Regions from separate parts of the Mus musculus genome. Here all the other regions are linked to region 1. A link is a contact called in public ChIA-PET and promoter capture Hi-C data. All regions are on one chromosome and are shown on one strand. Each heading gives the region's core, a stretch centred on a gene start, on an enhancer-like site or on the middle of the called end of the contact. The rest is flanking DNA. Distances are from core to core; before and after follow the strand shown. Region 1 holds the start of Rpl27 (ribosomal protein L27). Region 2 holds the start of Klhl11 (kelch-like 11). Region 3 holds the start of G6pc3 (glucose 6 phosphatase, catalytic, 3). Region 4 holds the start of Ghdc (GH3 domain containing). Region 5 holds the start of Stat5b (signal transducer and activator of transcription 5B).

Region 1 (3,615 bases), core at 733-3,232:
AGCCCTCTCCTTCCACCCTTATTCGGGTTCCAGGGATTGAACTCCGGTCACCAACACCAGGCCCTAAGCTGTCTCACAGCCCAAAGAAAACCATCTCGTACAAAGGTGAGGGAAGGCAGACCAGACCCTGTCCTGCGTACCCTAGAAGACAAATCCAGCAACCTGCACTTAATAAGGGCAAGCTGGAGAACAGAAAACGAAAGGGACCTGAGACAGGATGCTCACACCTGAAACCCAGAACACAGGATTCCGAATGTGAGGATAGCCTTGTGCTAAAAGACAAACAAAAACGGATGCAGAAAGATTAATGAACTACAGACTCTATCAAGTCTACTCCCCTCCCCTAACAGCGCTGTGGTCAAACCCAGGGTCTTGTATCTGCTGGGTTACAGTTATACAAGCTTAGCATTCTCAAGATGGAGGGAAGACGATCCCAGGGGCGGGAGAGGAAAGAGCAAGGGAATATGATGGCCCTTTCTTGTTCCACAGCAACCACAAGGCTGCCTCTTCCTCAGAGGAGGATGTGAACTTGCAATTCCATTTCTGGAAGGCTCACCTTGTGGGCATGAGGTGGTTGTAGTTATAAACTTTCACAAAGGACTTGATCTTGGATCGCTTGGCGATCTTCTTCTTGCCCATGGCAGCTGTCACTTTCCGGGGATAGCGGTCAATTCCAGCCACCAGGGCATGGCTGTAAGGGCGGTCCGAGGTGCCATCGTCAATGTTCTAGACGAGAAAAGGGAAAAAGAAAAGTCACGTTACTGCTTCGGCCCCATCTTAGTAAAACTATGTTTACTGAATACACCCTCCACATCTCTAGATTACTCCTTTAATGCTAAGAGTCAACAGGACAGTAACTCTGAGTTAGCCAGTGTTGACTCCTGTCACAAGGAGATTTAGAAGTCCATCAAGGCTAACACTCAAAGTGACCCCTAACACCTTCCCCCATGAAGCTAGTTAAGGTTAAAGCCCAGACTGCAAAGCGGGCAGCCTAACTAACCGGTTCTAGCTAAATGACAGGAGCAGGAAGCTGGAGAGGCCAGTGGTCTTGTGGCTAGGACCACAAGGGTTTATAAAACTGGTAAGAGGCAAGTAGCAAAACGCTCAAACACACCCAGGGGATGCTCTCTAAGTGTAAGTAGTGTCTCCCATCCTACATCCTCTCAGCTGCCTGCAGCACCCATTACTTTGACCTTAAGTAACTTAACACCTCGAAACCTTAGTGCCGGAAATTAAGTTACTGCAAGAACTATACACCACAGCTGTAATATGTACAATACACAGTGGCCACCATTACTACCCATTATGCATTCGCCAGTGCCTATTGTTAGGACAGATCTTAAATTCCCATCCGGCTCATCTTATCCAGCAGCCGAAATCCGCACATGCAAGCAGTCTCAAGAGCCCCGGGGGTCTGGTACCTTCACGATGACGGCTTTGCGTCCGGAGTAGCGTCCGGCCAGGACCAGCACCACTTTCCCGGGTTTCATGAACTTGCCCATCTCTGCAGAGACAAAGACAAGGAAGGAGCCGCTCACAAGTGTGTAAAGCGGAAGGCCCCGGAGCCGACGTCTACCTGCGAGCCCCGGTCGTAGGCCCGCGACTTTAGATCACCCGCTGCCGACTCCGCCACGCGGCCCGGAGGTCCTGCTCGAGGGATGCGACTCCCCGTGAAGCCGCCAGAGGCTCAGAGTCCGAATGAGCCCAGCAACCCGACCCCGGGACCGCGATGGCGGCGGATTGCAAGACCCTCTCCAGGCCTTTACTCACCGACAGCAGGCAGCCGGCACCCAGCAGAAAGGAAAGGAGGGCACTTCCGCTAACCTTTCACCTTACGGAGAGGTGGCTTCACTTCCTGTCCCGCCTCCCAGGCCCAGCCATGCCCCACGGTTGGTGGTCAAAGTTGTTGGCGGAAGGAGCTCGTCAGGGAGGGTCGGGCACTGCGTTTTTGAACCAAGCTTTATTAGCAGCACGAGCAGCAGACAGGAACAGAGCGTTCCGGTTCCGGCGTGTGGAGGGAGGAGCGAGGATGACACCTGAATGTGAGCTCTGTTCTGTCCCCTTCATTGCTGTAGTCCCCTACTCTGCCACTAGGAGGAGGACAGAGTCTGAAATTCACAGTTTTGCTTTGTAAGACCGGGCTTTGCGGGGGTGTGTGTGTGGGGGGGTGTGGGTGTGTGTGTGTGTGTCAGTGGTGGGCGGGGGTGTGTTTGTGTGTGTGTGTGCTGCATAAACCTGTAATCCCATCGTTTGAGGGGCTGAGACAAGAGTTCCAGTTCTAGTCCAACGTAGGTTACATAGACTCTGTCTTCCATAGGTAAATAAATTACAATTTATTTTAATTTAAATAATTTAAAATTATTATCCATAAGAAACAAAATGACAGCCGGGCGTGGTGGCGCACGCCTTTAATCCCAGCACTTGGGAGGCAGAGGCAGGCGGATTTCTGAGTTCGAGGCCAGCCAGGTCTACAAAGTGAGTTCCAGGACAGCCAGGGCTATAAAGAGAAACCCTGTCTCGAAAAACCAAAAAAAAAAAAAAAAAAAAAAAAAGAAACAAAATGACCTCCTCGCGCACAGTTAGATGAAAAATGAAAAATGGAAAAGATCAGACAGTATCCTTATCTCCAACATTCAACCCGATGATGTCAGATATTGACTACAATAAGCATGTGGTACTCCTAGCTTTTAAAATATATTTTTAAATTAAAATATATATTATATATTTGTATATATATATATATATATATATATATATATATATATACACACATATATGTTGAGATTTAGATTTTGTTTTGTTTTGTTTGGTTTGGTTTTTTTTTTGAGACAGGGTTTCTTTGTGTAGCCCTGGCTGTCCTGGAACTCACTCTGTAGACCAGGCTGGCCTCGATAGATTTATTTTTATTTTTTTGTATGAGTATTTTGCTTTTTTGCCTGCATGTATGTATATGCACCAAGATGAGTGTCTATTCTCCAAGGAGGTCAGAGGAAAATGTTGGATGCCCTGGAACTGGTTTTACAGATGATTGTGAGTCACTGTGTGGGTGCTGGGAATTGAGCCTGGGTTCTCTGCAGATCTTCTGCAAGAGCAGAAACTGCTCTAAGTACCATCATCTCTCCAGCCCCTATTTATTATTACTTCAATATTTTTCAGTTCATTTTTTTTTTTTTTAAAGATTTATTTATTATTTTATGTAAGTACACTGTAGCTGTCTTCAGACACACCAGAAGAGGGAGTCAGATCTTGTTACAGATGGTTGTGAGCCACCATGTGGTTGCTGGGATTTGAACTCTGGACCTTCGGAAGAGCAGTCGGGTGCTCTTACCCACTGAGCCATCTCACCAGCCCCCTTTTCAGTTCATTTTAAAGGACTTATTTTCAGTTATGTGTATGTTGATATGTGGGTATGTGTGAGAATATGATGCCCACATAGGCCACAGACATTGGATCTCCTGGAGCTGGAGTTACAGGCTGTGGTGAACCATTTGATGTGGGTACTAGGAAGAGAACTGGGCTTCTCTGGAAGAGCAGTAGTGCTCTCCACTTCTAAGCCACTTTGCTGGCACTAATTTCTGAGACAAAGTCTTACTCTGTAGCTAAAGCTGGCTTGGA
Region 2 (3,615 bases), core at 410-2,909, 970 kb after region 1:
CACAAATGATTCTGCCTTAGCGTCCCAACGGCTGGAGTTACAGGTGTGTGCTACTTTTACCAGCCTAAGACTCAAAGTCTTATGCTTTACTACCTTTTGAAAATAATTTTCTCAGCCCGGTGGAACTTGGGAGGCAGAGGCAGGTGAACTCTGTGAGTTCAAGGCCAGACTGGTCTACAGAGTGAGTTCCAGGACAGTCACCCCTACCTAGCTGAAACCCTGCCTATAAACAAACAGACAAACAAACAAATATTCTGTTTTATGGGCAAAAAATATGGCTAATTGCACCTAACACCAACCAAGTCTAATTAATGACTCAAGTTCGAGTTCTATCCTCTAACGTAGTGATGTTCATTAAATTGTGCTTTGTACTCCACACGAATACCCTACCATAAAAATAAATAAATGTAATTTTTAGGGCTATTTACTTATTGGTGCTGGGGTGACTAAACTGCCCTGGTTTCTTTTTTTTTGTTTTTGTTTTTCGAGACAGGGTTTCTCTGTGTAGCCCTGGCTGTCCTGGAACTCACTCTGTAGACCAGGCTGGCCTCGAACTCAGAAATCTGCCTGCCTCTGCCTCCCGAGTGCTGGGATTAAAGAAGTGCGCCACCACGCCAGGCTTGCCCTGGTTTCTTACATAGCTCATGTTAAATTGGGTGTGCTCGCCGGGCAATGGTGGCGCATGCCTTTAATCCCAGCACTTGGGAGGCAGAGGCAGGTGGATTTCTGAGTTCGAGGCCAGCCTGGTCTACAAAGTGAGTTCCAGGACAGCCATAGCTACACAGAGAAACCCTGTCTCAAAAAACAAAACAAAAAACAAACAAACAAAACAAAACAAAATTGGGTGTGCTCAGGAACATTTTAGTAATCCCAAAATCCAGGAGAAGAATCAGGAGTTCAAAGTCATCCTTAACTACACAGCAAGTGTGTGGCCACCTTGGGCTACATGAGAGACACCTGCAAAAATAAATAACTTTAACGAAGTTATTTTTCTTTATACTGCCCCCCTCCTGGATTGGAAAGATAGTTTAGCAGTTAGGAGTACTCTCTCAGAGAATCAGTTTGATTGTTGGCTCCCAACACCCTTATCAGGGGGGTTTTAACCGCCTTTAACTCCAGCTACTGGGAATCTAACACCTACCTGTCCTCTGTAGGACCTGTGCACAGACACTTTGATAAGAATAAAATTTAAAAATTACTTTCTCTCCAAAGTCAATCGTTTTGTGTTTTAAGACGGGGTTTCTCTGTGTATTCCTGGCTGTCCTTTCTGAGACTAGGTCCTCGAACTCAGGGAGATCAGCCTGCCTCTGCCTCCCAAGTGCTGGGATTGGCACAGGCCAGCAGAGGCAGGGGTAAGGTGGATCTCTGTGAGTTCCAGGCTATCATGGTCTACAAAGTTAAAAAACAAACAAACAAACAAAAAATGTGTGTGCGTGTGATGGCGAGGATACACTCCAAAGCAACATAAAGTAGAAGAAAATTCAACAAAACAAGCACAGGGGGCCACCATAATGGAGGGGCGAGAAAAGGTAGACCTGAGTTTTTTTCTGGCTCCGAGAACTGCGCTTGCCTCGCTAGAGGGCGTAAGCACGGCAGAAGTGCGCAGGCGCGGCTCCGCCCCGCGCGCACTATTTAATCCCAGAATGCCTCTGTGTCGCATCAGACTTGCCGCACCGTTCGGAAGCTGAGGGGGCCGGTACGGCGGCGTCAAGATGGCGGCGGCTGTGGCGGCGGCAGCTGCCGCTGCGGCCGCGGCTGCATCTTTTCAAGTGCTGGAGATGGAGAGCATGGAGACTGCCGTCGCCGGTTCCGCGAGCCTGGCCGCTGAGGTCCGAGGCAGTGGCACGGTAGACTTCGTGACCGGGGCCGGCATCTCTACCCTCGTCGACACGGGCGGGAGCGATCCGGGCCCAGAGGCCGAGGACTTCGAGTGCAGCACTCACTGCTCCGAGTTGTCCTGGCGGCAGAACGAGCAGCGGCGTCAAGGCCTGTTCTGCGACATCACCCTGTGCTTCGGCGGGGCCGGAGGTCGCGAGTTCCGTGCCCACCGCTCGGTGCTGGCCGCTGCCACCGAGTACTTCACGCCCTTACTCTCGGGTCAGTTTTCGGAATCGCGCTCGGGCCGGGTGGAGATGCGCAAGTGGAGCTCAGAGCCCGGACCCGAACCTGACACGGTGGAAGCCGTTATCGAGTACATGTACACCGGCCGCATCCGAGTGAGCACCGGCAGCGTGCACGAGGTGCTGGAGCTGGCCGACAGGTGAGACGACCGTGGGCGAGCGAGGGCTGGGTTGGGGGGTGGGGGGCAGTGTCTGTGGTGCCAGCTCCCTCATTATGCCCGCGACGGGACAGCCACCGCGCCTGGCACTGAGGATGCCCCCTGAGAGTCTAGCTTGTGCGCATTGCACCCCTGAGCGCAGATTTCAGGTGGTAGGGACAAAGGCGATGAAAAACGGTGGGTCGTGTTCGACTCCTGTGATGATGACATTTAAAAAACGGTGAAGGGCTAGCTACGGATCGGAGGAAATGTCATTTAAACCAGCTTCGCAGTGGCAAGAGAAATTGGCCGTACAAAAGGGAATGGGTGCACATTACAGGCTTCCCAAAGGCCTCAGTCAGGGTCCAGGCTGGCTTAGAGAAGAAAGGACGTTAAAAAGAAAATCCAGCGATTCCGGATATGCTGGGTTTAAAGACCAGAGGGTGTGTGTGAGGAATGTTTGGATTTTATTGAGTGTGATGGATGGGAAACTGGGTAGAGAGATTATCTGATTTTAATATTTAAATACGAAATATTTAAATATTTCAAAAGTGAAAAGTGGATTGTGGAAAATGGATTGTGGGGAGCCAGAAAGGACGCCACAGAGGTTGGTTCGGAGGCAGGTGGAGATGCTGGTACTGTTACAAATCCTTTAACACATACCTCTGGAGCGCTAGACACTGACCTCGTTACAGTGCTGGGGGAGGGGGTATATCCAGCAGTGATCAAAACACATGAAAATCCTTTTCCTTATCAAACTCTCTGATGTTTAACAGCGAATATATAGCATGTTGAATAATTATTACAGCTGTGAGGCAGACTGAGGTGTGGGACTGTGCGTCATAGGCCCTAATGGAGAGGAGGTTTTGTTTTTTTATTTCTTTGTTTTGAGACAGGTTCGCACTATGTAATGCTGGTTGTCCTGGAACTCAATCTATAGACCAGGCTGAGAGGAACTATTTTTAAATTGGGCACATAAAGAATGTTCAGAAATCATAGCAAAGGCATATAGGTGGCAAGGTAGTGTGCTTCAGGTAGAGGGAGAAAACAGCGTGGGTTATATAGCTGCATGAAGGAGGCAGGATGAGAGGAGCAAAAGCATCCAAGTGGTGGGGAGGATGGATGGGTCCCTTGGAGCAGTGATGCTCACCCTGCCTAACACTGCAACCCTTCAATACGGCTCCTCATGTTGTGGTGACCCCAACCATAACATTATTTCCTTCCTAGTTCATAACTAATTTTGCTTCTGTGAATATCTGATATTCAGGCTATCTGATATTTGACCCCTGTGAAGGGGTTGCTTGATCCCCAAAGGGGTCACAACCCACATGTTAAGAACCTTTGCCTTAAGGCCTCAT
Region 3 (3,615 bases), core at 804-3,303, 750 kb before region 1:
AGCCAGGGCTACATAGAGAAACAGAGAAACCCTGTCTCATAAAACTAAAAAAAAAAAAAAAAAAAAAAGTGATATGGAGGCCTGAGGTTGGAGAGAGGGAGAAAGAGACAGACAGACAGACAGACAGACAGACAGACACACTGTGTAGGAGTATACATGTATTTTGAGACAAGGGTCCTACTCTTATCCCTCCCACTGCCCAACTGGCTCTTCTCAGGCCCTGGTTCCCTGATTTCTTTGCCTATCCCTGTTCCCGCTCTCAGTTTCCTGCTTCCAGCCTGAATTATAGAGGGGGAGCCTTGAGTGTGAAACTGGGGGTGGGGTGGGGTATTGAGGGAATGTACAGAGAAGCCTGAGAAAAACTAAGGGGAAAAAAAAAATCCAACACCCCTGGCCTAGCAGGTGCTTGGCTAGCCTCTGGACAACCCCACGTAGAGGAGGCCGCTGTGGCCAGAAAGAGACAAGACGGGAGAGCAGGAAGCCAGTGCTGACCACAGAGCTATTAAATGAATATGGATGGGGTCAGGGATGCTGGAGTACACTTGTCATCCTGGCACTGGGGAGACAGGCAGGAGGACCACCATTCTCGGTTGGATGGAGAGACTTTCAATGAAGGAGGAGGAGAACAATTAGAGGCTTTGTTACCTGGATGTTAAGCACAGGCTCTGAGGGAGGTAAGATAGGGGCAGTTAGGCCAGGAGGAAATGATTAGACAACCGCTTTTAGCTTTACAAGCCCTTGTGGAGAAGGGCGGGAGGGAGAGGGACAAATTGTCTGCTTTCCAGCTTGTCATGTTAGCTTATTCTATGTCTCTTTATGATCCTTGCTTCCTCCTTCAAGGCTGGGGAGCCTGGGCAACAGCAGTGTTGAGTAACTCCCTTCTGTACTCCGAAAAGACAGAAAAACAAACAAGCAAACAAACACGGTGGCCCAGATAAACCCCAAGGGCTGCAGGAGGCCCAGCAGTGTGGGGCCACTGGCTTCTTAGAATGAGAAAGCTAGACTAAGTACTGGGGAGAGAAGAAAAGTGTTCCTTGCAGGTAGGGTAAGGATTCCCTTTAGTGACTGGCATTGAGTGGCTTCTAAATTTCATTGGGCACATTATAATCGGGGGTGGGGGTGGGGGGCTTGTTAAAGTGCAGATCTGGCCTGGAGCTTTAGAGTCTGTATTTCTAGTAAGTCTTCAAGCATTGACTCTGCTTTTGAGCTTAAACCAGGGACCACATCTTAATGAAACTGGTGCCTAGTTTAATGTCAAACAAATGGATAGATGAATAAGATGTTCAGCTAAGAAAGAAGATTTTCGGCTACCTACATTTCTAGTAATAACTGCTAAAACGCAGATTTCCAACTACAACTAAATTTGGAGTTACGAAATCAGTAGGTCTGAGGCGGAGACTGTATTTGCAGTTGAACACGCCCCTTAAGTCGTTTCTCTGATCCGGATAGTTGAGGATGGGTGAACTGTGAGATCTGAGGTGAAGACTAGGGCCTAAGGGGATAAGAATAGGTAGAAAAGTGTTTGCCTTTGAGGTAACTACTTGAGGGAGATCAGGGCCCCAAAGGGATAAGGGGACCAGGATGCCCGAAGGCTTCTCTCTGTCTCACCACTTGAAGACAAGGTTGAGCCACTCAGCAATGAAGGTGATCCAGAGCACGGAGATGCCCAGGCGGCGGGAGGCGTAGTAGGCCGCGGGGAAGCAGAACTGAAAAAGATTCTTAGGATCGCCCAGAAAGGTGACCCAGAGCCACATATTCTCTAGCCCGGGAAGCCGGTTCTGTAGTGCTTCAGCCATTATGATGCCCGCGCTCAGCGTGGACTCCATGGTGAATCAGGAGTCCTCTAGCCTGGAGCCCGTTGTAGGGTGCAAGTCGAGGAACCTTAGCAGAAATGAAGCGGCTACCTGCTGGCCCTCTAGAGCCCACCCTTTCTAGCCCCCGGCCCCGCCCTACCCGCCGGGGGTCTAAACCAAGCCCCACCCCCGCCCCGCCCCGCCCCCGCAGTCCCTGACACGCGCGAGTTGGAGCCGTAGCTGGTACTGTTTCCTCCGGCTTTCTTCCTCGGCCTTCCTCTCTACTGGACAGCGGAGGGGACAAACCTTTGCGAAGGCGTTTCCTCAAGGCCCCACGTGGCCGCTGTTGCTAGCACGTGGGCTGCCAGCGTAGTGCAGAAACCCGCTGCTGTTCCGGGTCAGGGGACCGATGAACCTGGGAACCAGCTCTGTGTCCCGGTTCCTTGTTCTGCTGCTGCGAAGTCGATGTCTAATCTCCAGGGCGAGGGTTTCTTCTGGATCTGATCTCTGTTTTCCAACATCACTACCCATTTTTCTCAAATCTGGACCATTTGGAGAGAAGGGAGTCAAAGCCCGACCTCCAGTTGCACACAGTCTTAGTTGACATCTACCTGTCTCTAGCTCAGGATTCTCCCATTCTATTTCATCCACGTCTTCCTTCAAGAATCCAGAGCTTAACATGTGTGTGTATGTTATGTGCGAGAAACTTGCCTTGCTCTCACCCCTACCACCCTCCTGCCATTTAAAATTCTTATTGGGCAGCTAAATCAAGAAAGAGATAGTATTTCCATGAAAAGAGGAAGGGCACACGCCTACAGTTTTTGCATTATTAGGAGGGACACAGTCCTAGGGGAGATCTGCTTAGAGCAAAGGAAGGAGCCTGTTGATATACTTCTTTGATTTCTTTTTCCCTCCTTTCTTTGCACGTCCGTGGCGAGGTGGGAGTGGGGAGTGTTTCTAGACAGGGATTGCTCTTAAACTCAAGAGATCCTCCTGCCTTTGCCTCCGGAGTGCTGGAATTTAAGGCTAAAAGCATGCACTACCATGCCCCATGCCCGGCTTTTTGTTTGGTTAGTTTTGTTTTGTTTTTCAAGACATGGTTTCTATGTGTACCTCTGGCAATCTTGGAACTCACTTTATAGACCAGGCCTAGCTCTCATATCCAGAGATCAGCCTGCCTCTGTCTCCCAAGTGCTGAGACTCCCAAGGGCATGAGACCACACCCTTGGATTTCTTAGTGTCTCAAGCAACTTTGTTCTTGAAGTCTGAAGGGTGGTTGAAAATGAAGATATGAAATAAAGAAAGTGTTTTTTAATTGCTTCAAGAAGCCAAAATTTCACACAGATGTTTTTTGTTTGTTTGTTTGTTTAGACATATCCCTGGCTGTCCTGTCACTATGGAGACCAGGCGGGACTTAATTAAGTTCAGAGATCCACCTGCCCCTCTCCCTCTGCTGGGATTAAGCTCTAGTTTATTTATTTTTGAGGTAGATCTGGCCCAGGCTGGCCTCAAACTCCCAATACCTTAGGATTGCTGAGATTATAGGTATGGACTATCCACTATTTACCTATTTATTGTGTTGTTTAGATTTGTTTGTTTGTTTGTTTTAGGTTTTTTGAGACAGGGTTTCTTCTGTATAACAGAGTCCTGGTTGTCCTGGACTTACTTTGTAGACTAGGCTGGCCTTGAACTCAAAAGATCTGCCAGCGTCTCCCTCCCTCGTGCTGGAATCAAAGGTATGTAACAGCACACCCTGCCACAATACCTACTTCTTAAGGACTCTGAGATCTGCTCTGGCTCCAGTCTTTACCTTCACAACTTT
Region 4 (3,615 bases), core at 461-2,960, 670 kb after region 1:
ATGTTGTGAAATCACAAAGAACCAATAAAAAAATGTTTAAAAACAAAATAAATATTTCAAGTAGGTTTTGGTTTTTTAATTAATTTGTGTATTTGGTTTTGCTTTTCTGAGATAAAGTCAGTAAATTCAGACACACCAATTACCAGGAAAATTTGATTGACCCATATATGACAAACTGCTGTAAGCCATCCTACTTAAGGACCTGCCATAGTATAACTGACTGTGTCAGCTTGTCTGTAGAAGGGGGTGGGTTGCAGTCTGTCTGTCTGTATGTATGTCTGTCTTGGAGGTTTCTTAGCAGATTGCCTATGGCACACACTGCATTCAGGTTTAAGGCCACCTAGGTGGAAGTCATTTTCTTTAACTAATTTTGTGGAGATTTACAGACTGGGGACAACTTTGGATATTTGTTTGTTGATGTTTTGTTATTCTTTTATTTATTTTATTTGAGGCAGGGACTCTCTATATAGCCCTGGCTGTCCTGGAACTTACTGTGTAGATCAGGTTGGCCTTGAACTCATAGAGCTCCTTCTACCTCTGCCTCTGAACGTGGAGATTAAAAGTATGCACCACAAGGTCTTATTCACAAGCTATTATTTACCCTGTAAGGCAGCACCTGCTATGTAGCCCACACTGGCCGCTGACTTAGTGGAGCCATTCCTCTTCCCCAGCCTCTCCCAAATGCAGGGATTGCAGATGCATTATGTAGAATGGGTTTTTGGTTTGTTTATTTGGTTTTGTGGTTTTTTTTTTTTGTTGGTGGTGGTGGTGGTGTTTTTTTAAGATATGGGGCTGGAGAGATGGCTCAGTGGTTAAGAGCACTGACTGCTCTTCAGAGGTCCTGAGTTCAAATCCCAGAAACCACATGGTGGTTCACAACCATCTGTAATGAGATCTGATGCACTCTTCTGGGGTGTTTGAAGACAGCTCCAGTGTACTCATATAAAATAAATAAATTTTCAAAAGGTGAGGAGGGAGGCAAACATCCCTTTCCAAAAAGAAAGAAAGAAAGAAAGAAAGAAAGAAAGAGAGAGAGAGAGAGAGAGAAAGAAAGAGAGAGAAAGAAAGAAAGAAAGAAAGAAAGAAAGAAAGAAAGAAAGAAAGAAAGAAAGAAAGAAAAGACGTGTAGCTCAGACTGGCCTTGAACTTGTTATGTAGCTGTAGCTGTGGGTGACCTTGTCCTCTTTTGGGTGGGGGGTGTGGAGATGGAACAGGACCTTTCTCTTTCTTTCTCTCTCTCTCTCTCCTTCTCTTTCTTTTTTTGGTTTTTCGAGACAGGGTTTCTCTGTGTAGCCCTGGCTGTCCTGGAACTCACTCTGTAGACCAGGCTGGCCACGAACTCAGAAATCCACCTGCCTCTGCCTCCTGAGTGCTGGGATCAAAGGTGTGCACCACCACTGCCCGGCTGACCTTGACCTCTTGCTGGCACATACCCTAGGGCTGCAACAACTAGTCTGCACGACCACACCTCGGCAGCTGTGGTTTTTACTTGAGTCTGAATCTGCTCCTGAATGGAAAGCAAGCACTCTTTCCACACACACCTCCCTGTCTTTCTCGACGATCTTGCCACCCTGGCCTTAACTCCCTCCATCTGCCAACCTGAGCCAGCAACTCAACAAGTTACCTTTTAGGTAACTTGTTCCTTTAAGAACATTCCGCCCCACCCCCGGGTCCTCCCAGTCAGGCCGGATTTCCTGCCCAAGCCCTGCCTTTTAAAGTCATCACTTCAACTTTCAGGACTGCGACCAGACACACTGAGGGACCCTGAGGGGTCCCGGGGTGCTGAAAGTAAGCAGAAATAGGCTGTGACAGGTGTATATATATACCCAGGGCTCTACTGGGAAACGGGACCAGGGCAGGGAAGATCCTGAGAGAAAGCAAAGTCACTTGGGAGTGGGTAAAAATGTCACGCCCAGCCCTCTCCTCTTACGAAGGAGGGAGGAGCTGTCAGAGCTGTTCTTCTAGCTCGAGAAGCAAGGATGCCAGTTAGTAGGATGCCAGATTCTTTTTGGTTTTTCGAGACAGGGTTTCTCTGTGTAGCCCTGGCTGTCCTGGAACTCACTCTGTAGACCAGGCTGGCCTCGAACTCAGAAATCCACCTGCCTCTGCCTCCCGAGTGCTGGGATTAAAGGCGTGCGCCACCACGCCCGGCCAGGGTGCCAGATTCTTGAGGGTCTCTCTTCCATATTGCCTGCCTAACAGGGCCCTGGCTTCCTACCACCGTCGTCTCCTTCCTCTGTTTTCTGTATGCGGCGGAGTGTGTGGGAAGACATGGTTATCCCCCTCACACCCCATTCCATTCCATTCCTCTCCCAGGAGCTCCTTGGAGATGCTTCTGCTGTGGCTGCTGCTGCTGCTGCTCCTCCTCGTGCCCCTGCTGGCCATACTCTGGCAGCAGAGGTCTCGGGGTGCCAGGCCATGCTGGCTGATCAGTCTCCAACACCGAGTGGCCTGGGGGATGCTGGGCTGGGCAGCCGCCTGGCAGCAGTGGAGACTAGACCGGAGCACGTTGAATGTGGGCCAGAGCCAGCAGCAGGCCCTCATGTGGTGTCTGAAGAAAGCCCAGGGCTCCTGCTGTCTCCCCAGGGAGGACACAGGTGTGTTTCTGGCACCTGGGGGAGGTGACCCAAGGAGAGAAAATAGCCCACAAGGCAGTCAGATTCTAGAACTCAAGGGCCCCTTCATTTACCACCAATATGATGTGGCCTGGTGCAGAGCCCTACCATGGCTTACAACCTGACACCTATTAGGATGGGTTTTCCTTTGCTGGGCCCTGGTCTAGCCTTCACCTCATTTCCCAGGCCCTTTCTGGGTTCCTTTCTCAAGGCTCTCCACAGTCTTCTCACTTCCTGAGGAGTTTCTGATTTTTTTTGGGGGGGGGGTCTACAGATATGAGAACCTTCCGGAATCATCTTCCACTGACCCAAACCAGCCACACTCAGGAGCAAGAAAGTGAAGAGACGCTCCCATCCCCTGCCTCCCCCCAGTACCATGGAGACGCCTCTTTGCAGGTAAACAGAGGTACCTCCACCTCACAACAGCAGACCCCTCCCAAAAGGAGGTACAAAGAAGGCCCGCTATGGTAGCTGGGGTCTGGTTCTAAGGTCTGAATGACAGGCCCTCCTGTCTCCCTCCAGGCCACCCTGCTGGGTCTAATAACCCTAAACAAGGCCTACCCAGAAGCGCTGGCTCCAGGAAGTACTGCCTGTGTGACCCCTACATCGCCATGGCCCTGCTCTGTCCCCTGGCTTGGGCACGCCCTGGGCCGGGTAAGCCCCGATGGAGCCAAGGACCCCCGGACCCTGCTGCTGGAGGCATTGATATCCCCGGGGCTGAGGGTACTTGAGGCAAGGACTGCAGTGGAGCTCCTGGATGTCTTTGTGGGCTTGGAGGCTGATGGTGAAGAACTGGCTGAGGCCATAGCAGCTGGGATTCTGGGAACGCTTCTCCCCAAACGAGCCGCTGAGCTGAAGGAGGCCCTAGAGCAGGGACCCCGAGGATTGGCCCGCCGGCTCTGGCCAAAGCTGCAGGTGGTGGTGACTCTGGACTCAGGAGGACAGGCAGAAGCTGTGGCTGCCCTTAGGGTCCTGTGGTGCCAAGGGCTAGCCTTCTTCT
Region 5 (3,615 bases), core at 383-2,882, 590 kb after region 1:
TAAGGCATGGTATGAAGTGTGTGGTGAGAAACAGGAGGGTAACAGTTATACTGCCTAGACTCTGGGCCCTAGAGCAGGAGCAACCTGTAGGTTGAGACCCATTTGGGGATCTAGGGACCCTTTCACAGTGGTTACCTAAGACCATTAGAAAACACAGCTATTTACATTATGATAAACAGCAGTAGCAAATTTTATAGGTATGAAGTAGCAACGGAAATAATTTTATGGTTGAAGTCACCATAACATGAAGAACTATATTAAAGGGTTGCGGAGTTAGGAAGGTTGAGAACCACTGCCCTAGAGCGAGCATCACACAGAAAGGCCAGGAGTGTGTTTCTGGGAGAGGTGATAGCTTACAGGTATGGAAGCTTGAACAGAGAAATGTGCCCTGAAGTTTTAACTCGTCCTAAGCTGGCTGTGGGGTGGGGGGGTGGGGGGAGGAAAGGTGGGGAAGGGGAAGCCCAGAGCTGCTGATTTCCATCCCATCCAGCTTCTTGGCCCAGCCCCCACGCTCTCTCCCTCTTTTTTGTGCCAAGCACTGTGTCAGGTGTTGGCCCAGCCTGTAGGGCAGGAGCAGAAGGGCTTTGTGATCAGTTAACACCCCCAAACCTTTGTGCCTGGGAAGGCTGCTGGGAAGAGAATCATAGAAGAGCTTGCCTCTCGATCCTGCCTGGCTAGGAAAATTTTCAGCGGGACAAATTGTAGGTGACTGTAGAGAATAGACGTTCCGTGTGTTTGTGCTGGGAAGGGGTCCTCCCTCTTTTGCCCCTGCAGCTGAGGTTTCTACAGCTGTGGCTTCTGTACCACTGATGTGCCTTGCTTCCGGGCTGGCCGGGTTGGCCCTTGGAGGGTTGCCAGGGAAACCACTGGCCAGCTTGGGGAGATGGAGCGCGGGAGAGTGGGTGACTCAGGTTGCTTTCTCTCACACATACAGCAACCCTCCCCAACATTGGGGAAAGGGTAGTAGAGACCCTCTACCCCTGGAGAGAACCCAGACGGCCCTGGATAAACCTGTCACTCCCAAAACCAAGATTAGTTACCAGCAAAAATTCCCAGGGAGGAAGGCGTCTCCCATATGCCCCATAGATTCACCCAGGGGCAATCCACTGATCCAGTTGGCCCGGTCCTGCCTGTGCCCATCGGGGTAGTGCGACAGGGGCCCTGGTTTAAACCTCCCTCCAGGGAGCAAGCTCGGGATAATTATTGATCGGGGCTACTATGGACTTCTGCCCTCGGCCTGAGAGCTAGAGGACGCGGGCCTGGTTTCCCGGCGGGAGGGCGGTGGGCGGGCCGCGGAGGGGGTGTCCCAATCTCCAAGACCACCGCCGCTCGTGCCCTTAAACGGGGATCTCTCCCACCCAAACAAAACAGCATGTGTTAGGGGTCCCGGAGCCTCGAGGGGGTGTCCAGGGCGGCTGGGCGCGGGCTCGGCCTGCAGCGGGAGCGCGCGGCGCAGGCCCAGCCGAGCGCGCTCCCGCGCTCCACTGCGCGCAGGGGGTTCCGGGGCCCCGCAGGGCGGTCGCGCAGGGGCGCGGAGGGACCTTGGGGCTGGGGAGCGCGCGCGGGCAGGAACCAGGAAGCGGGGCGCGCTCGGGGTTACGGGCGGGCGCGCGTCCCCGGAGCCTGAGCGCGAGAGCGGCGCGCGCCCCCGTGGGCCCCGGCGGGAGGAGAGTCGGCGGCCCAAGCCGTCACCCCGGGCGGGGACCGAGCGCGGGCGACGACGCGCGGAGGTCCTGCACGGGGAGGGAGCGAGCGGGCGTGCGAGAGAGCGTGCGGGACCGGAGAGACCGCTGGCTCTGGTGGGGCAGAACGAGGTAGGAGCTGCGCCCTGCGCGGGGCCAGGGGGCCCGGGAGCCCGGGCGGGGCCCCGTGCTCCTGCTGTCTAGAAGCTGGGCAGGGCCGAGCCGCCGCCATCGCTCCGGGGCCGTGGGGAGGCCGCGGGGGCCGCGCCGGGCGGCTGCAGAGGGGCCCGGGGCGCTGGTGGTGGCTACGAGAGGGGCGCGCGGAGGCCACGGAGGGGGGCGCCGTGGATACCGTGAAAAGTATTGGCGCGTGCGTGTCACGATGGGTGTGTGAGGGACGCCGACAGAGCCGATCCCCTGGGAGCGAGGGGACTGCTGTCGGCCGCCTCACACCTTCCTGTTGCATTTCTGAAGAGTCCCTGCTGTCTCCCAGTTTTTCCTCTTATTATAATGTGCTCCCCAAAGCGGGGGGGGGGGGGTGCCCGAGACTCTGGGGAAAACGATGAGCCGAAGGTACCCAGTGGAGTGGGGGGTATCAGCAAAGCTTCAAGAAATAGTGCCTTATAAGGAGTCAAGACAACAAATATGAACATTTTGATAAGGCTCTGGGCTGCGGGGTCCCACATCAGGACCTGCCAGGCCTGGGCTTGAATGTGTGGTGGTGGGATGCGGGCAAGCTGTTCTTTCATTTTCTCTTCTTTTCTTTTCCTTTCTTTTCTTTCTATCTTGTTTTTCCTAGCCAAGGTTAAAGAGTTAAAAAAAAAGTGATCCTGGTGTCGGGGGTAGATATGGGGAGTCGGAAGGAGAGCTGTCTTATCACAGAAGCTGGTCTGAGTCTAAAGGAATCTGGCAAGATGGTCAGAGTGATCAAGGGGGGGGTAGCAGAAGGGGGCGGGGGGGGGGACTTGTCTGGAGCAGGAGGCGTTTGCAAACACTTGTAGCCAGCAGTGATGGAAAAGGCGAAGAACAAACGGCAGCGTTTAGAAAGCAGGGATTAATGAGACCCAGAAGATTTTAAAGGCAAAAAGAGGCCATTCGTTTCCTCAAGGACCTATGTCCACTTTTGTGCTTGTCTCGCTGTGGGTCGGAACTTGTATTAAATTAATAGTGGCAAACTGGCTTATAGAATCTTCGATTTGGGAAGCCTCCACCCCTGGGATTATACTACATTCTTTCATTGTAAAAACTGAGGCCCAGATAGATGGACTTAGCTGCCAGCTCAGGTCACAAGTGTGTTTATATTTAGTAGTTTATGGACTCACACCCACAAGGACCCATCTTGTGCAGTGAAGTAGATGTTTGCCTCAGTAAGACTCTATAGGTTGTTGTTAGAGTATCCTCAGAGAATGTCCCTTGAAAAGGCTAGGGTGTCACTGGACCGATGGTTTTGTGTAGCCTTGTAGCAGTGGCTTTTATCATCTGCTTGTATCTTGGGCTTCCAAATCTATTGGATAGTTGCCGGTGCCTTAATAAGCTTTCAGCTGTTGAGTCTGCATTATCTCACATAATTTGATTATCATTCAGTCAGGATACGGGCCTTTGCCTCTTATCCATTGTCATGCTATTGTTCATTTGTTTTTGTTGTTTGATGTTTACAGTGTCCGTCGGATGTATTTTACTTATGGATTATTTATTTCATGTTTCTCTCATTTCATTTGGGGACACTGAGTTGATTTTGAGCCTTTTCAGCTGGGGAATTCTGTTGGTTGGCCTCTGAGTGGTTTGTTATGTGTTTTCTTGGTAGCAATCTCCATTTTATGAAGGAATATAGTTGTTAAAATTGATAGAGCTAAACGGGAAGGGGCTTCTGGTTTTAAGAGTCCAGTTAGAACACCTGCATACCCCTGGCCAGGTGTCACCAGAGGATGACGTG

What was found. Promoter capture Hi-C pulls out the DNA fragments that hold promoters and counts their contacts. ChIA-PET counts read pairs in DNA pulled down with a chosen protein or histone mark.
Region 2: a contact with region 1 is called in a promoter capture Hi-C map of pre-B cells, with 3 times the contacts expected there. The contact joins the promoter of Klhl11 here to the promoter of Rpl27 in region 1. A contact is called at or near these places in 4 of 39 promoter capture datasets (hippocampal neurons, liver and pre-B cells) and 1 of 115 datasets of contacts at active chromatin or transcription factors (regulatory T cells).
Region 3: a contact with region 1 is called in an RNA polymerase II ChIA-PET map of memory CD8 T cells, with 8 read pairs. The contact joins the promoter of G6pc3 here to the promoter of Rpl27 in region 1. A contact is called at or near these places in 3 of 115 datasets of contacts at active chromatin or transcription factors (bone marrow-derived macrophages, memory CD8 T cells and pancreatic cancer cells) and 1 of 9 other capture datasets (adipose tissue).
Region 4: an RNA polymerase II ChIA-PET map of memory CD8 T cells shows a contact between it and region 1, with 10 read pairs. The contact joins the promoter of Ghdc here to the promoter of Rpl27 in region 1. A contact is called at or near these places in 1 of 39 promoter capture datasets (hippocampal neurons), 1 of 115 datasets of contacts at active chromatin or transcription factors (memory CD8 T cells) and 2 of 9 other capture datasets (adipose tissue and pancreatic islet).
Region 5: a promoter capture Hi-C map of pre-B cells shows a contact between it and region 1, with 2.7 times the contacts expected there. The contact joins the promoter of Stat5b here to the promoter of Rpl27 in region 1. A contact is called at or near these places in 2 of 39 promoter capture datasets (liver and pre-B cells), 1 of 484 Hi-C or Micro-C datasets (CD4 T cells), 4 of 115 datasets of contacts at active chromatin or transcription factors (bone marrow-derived macrophages, double positive thymocytes, memory CD8 T cells and 1 more) and 1 of 9 other capture datasets (liver).

The regions. Positions count from the first base shown.
Region 1 is chr11:101,440,612-101,444,226 of GRCm38.p6, reverse strand. Rpl27 (ribosomal protein L27) reads right to left here and starts at 1,982. Exons shown (of 5, transcript NM_011289.3): 1 at 1,771-1,982; 2 at 1,422-1,504; 3 at 557-726. The coding sequence starts at 1,502.
Region 2 is chr11:100,470,826-100,474,440 of GRCm38.p6, reverse strand. It overlaps Klhl11 (kelch-like 11), which reads left to right and starts at 1,659. Exons shown (of 2, transcript NM_172565.2): 1 at 1,659-2,260. The coding sequence starts at 1,713.
Region 3 is chr11:102,188,137-102,191,751 of GRCm38.p6, reverse strand. G6pc3 (glucose 6 phosphatase, catalytic, 3) reads right to left here and starts at 2,053. Exons shown (of 6, transcript NM_175935.3): 1 at 1,609-2,053. The coding sequence starts at 1,826.
Region 4 is chr11:100,769,052-100,772,666 of GRCm38.p6, reverse strand. Ghdc (GH3 domain containing) reads left to right here and starts at 1,710. Exons shown (of 9, transcript NM_031871.1): 1 at 1,710-1,788; 2 at 2,317-2,597; 3 at 2,890-3,011; 4 at 3,138-3,615. The coding sequence starts at 2,330.
Region 5 is chr11:100,848,598-100,852,212 of GRCm38.p6, reverse strand. Stat5b (signal transducer and activator of transcription 5B) reads left to right here and starts at 1,632. Exons shown (of 19, transcript NM_001113563.2): 1 at 1,632-1,814.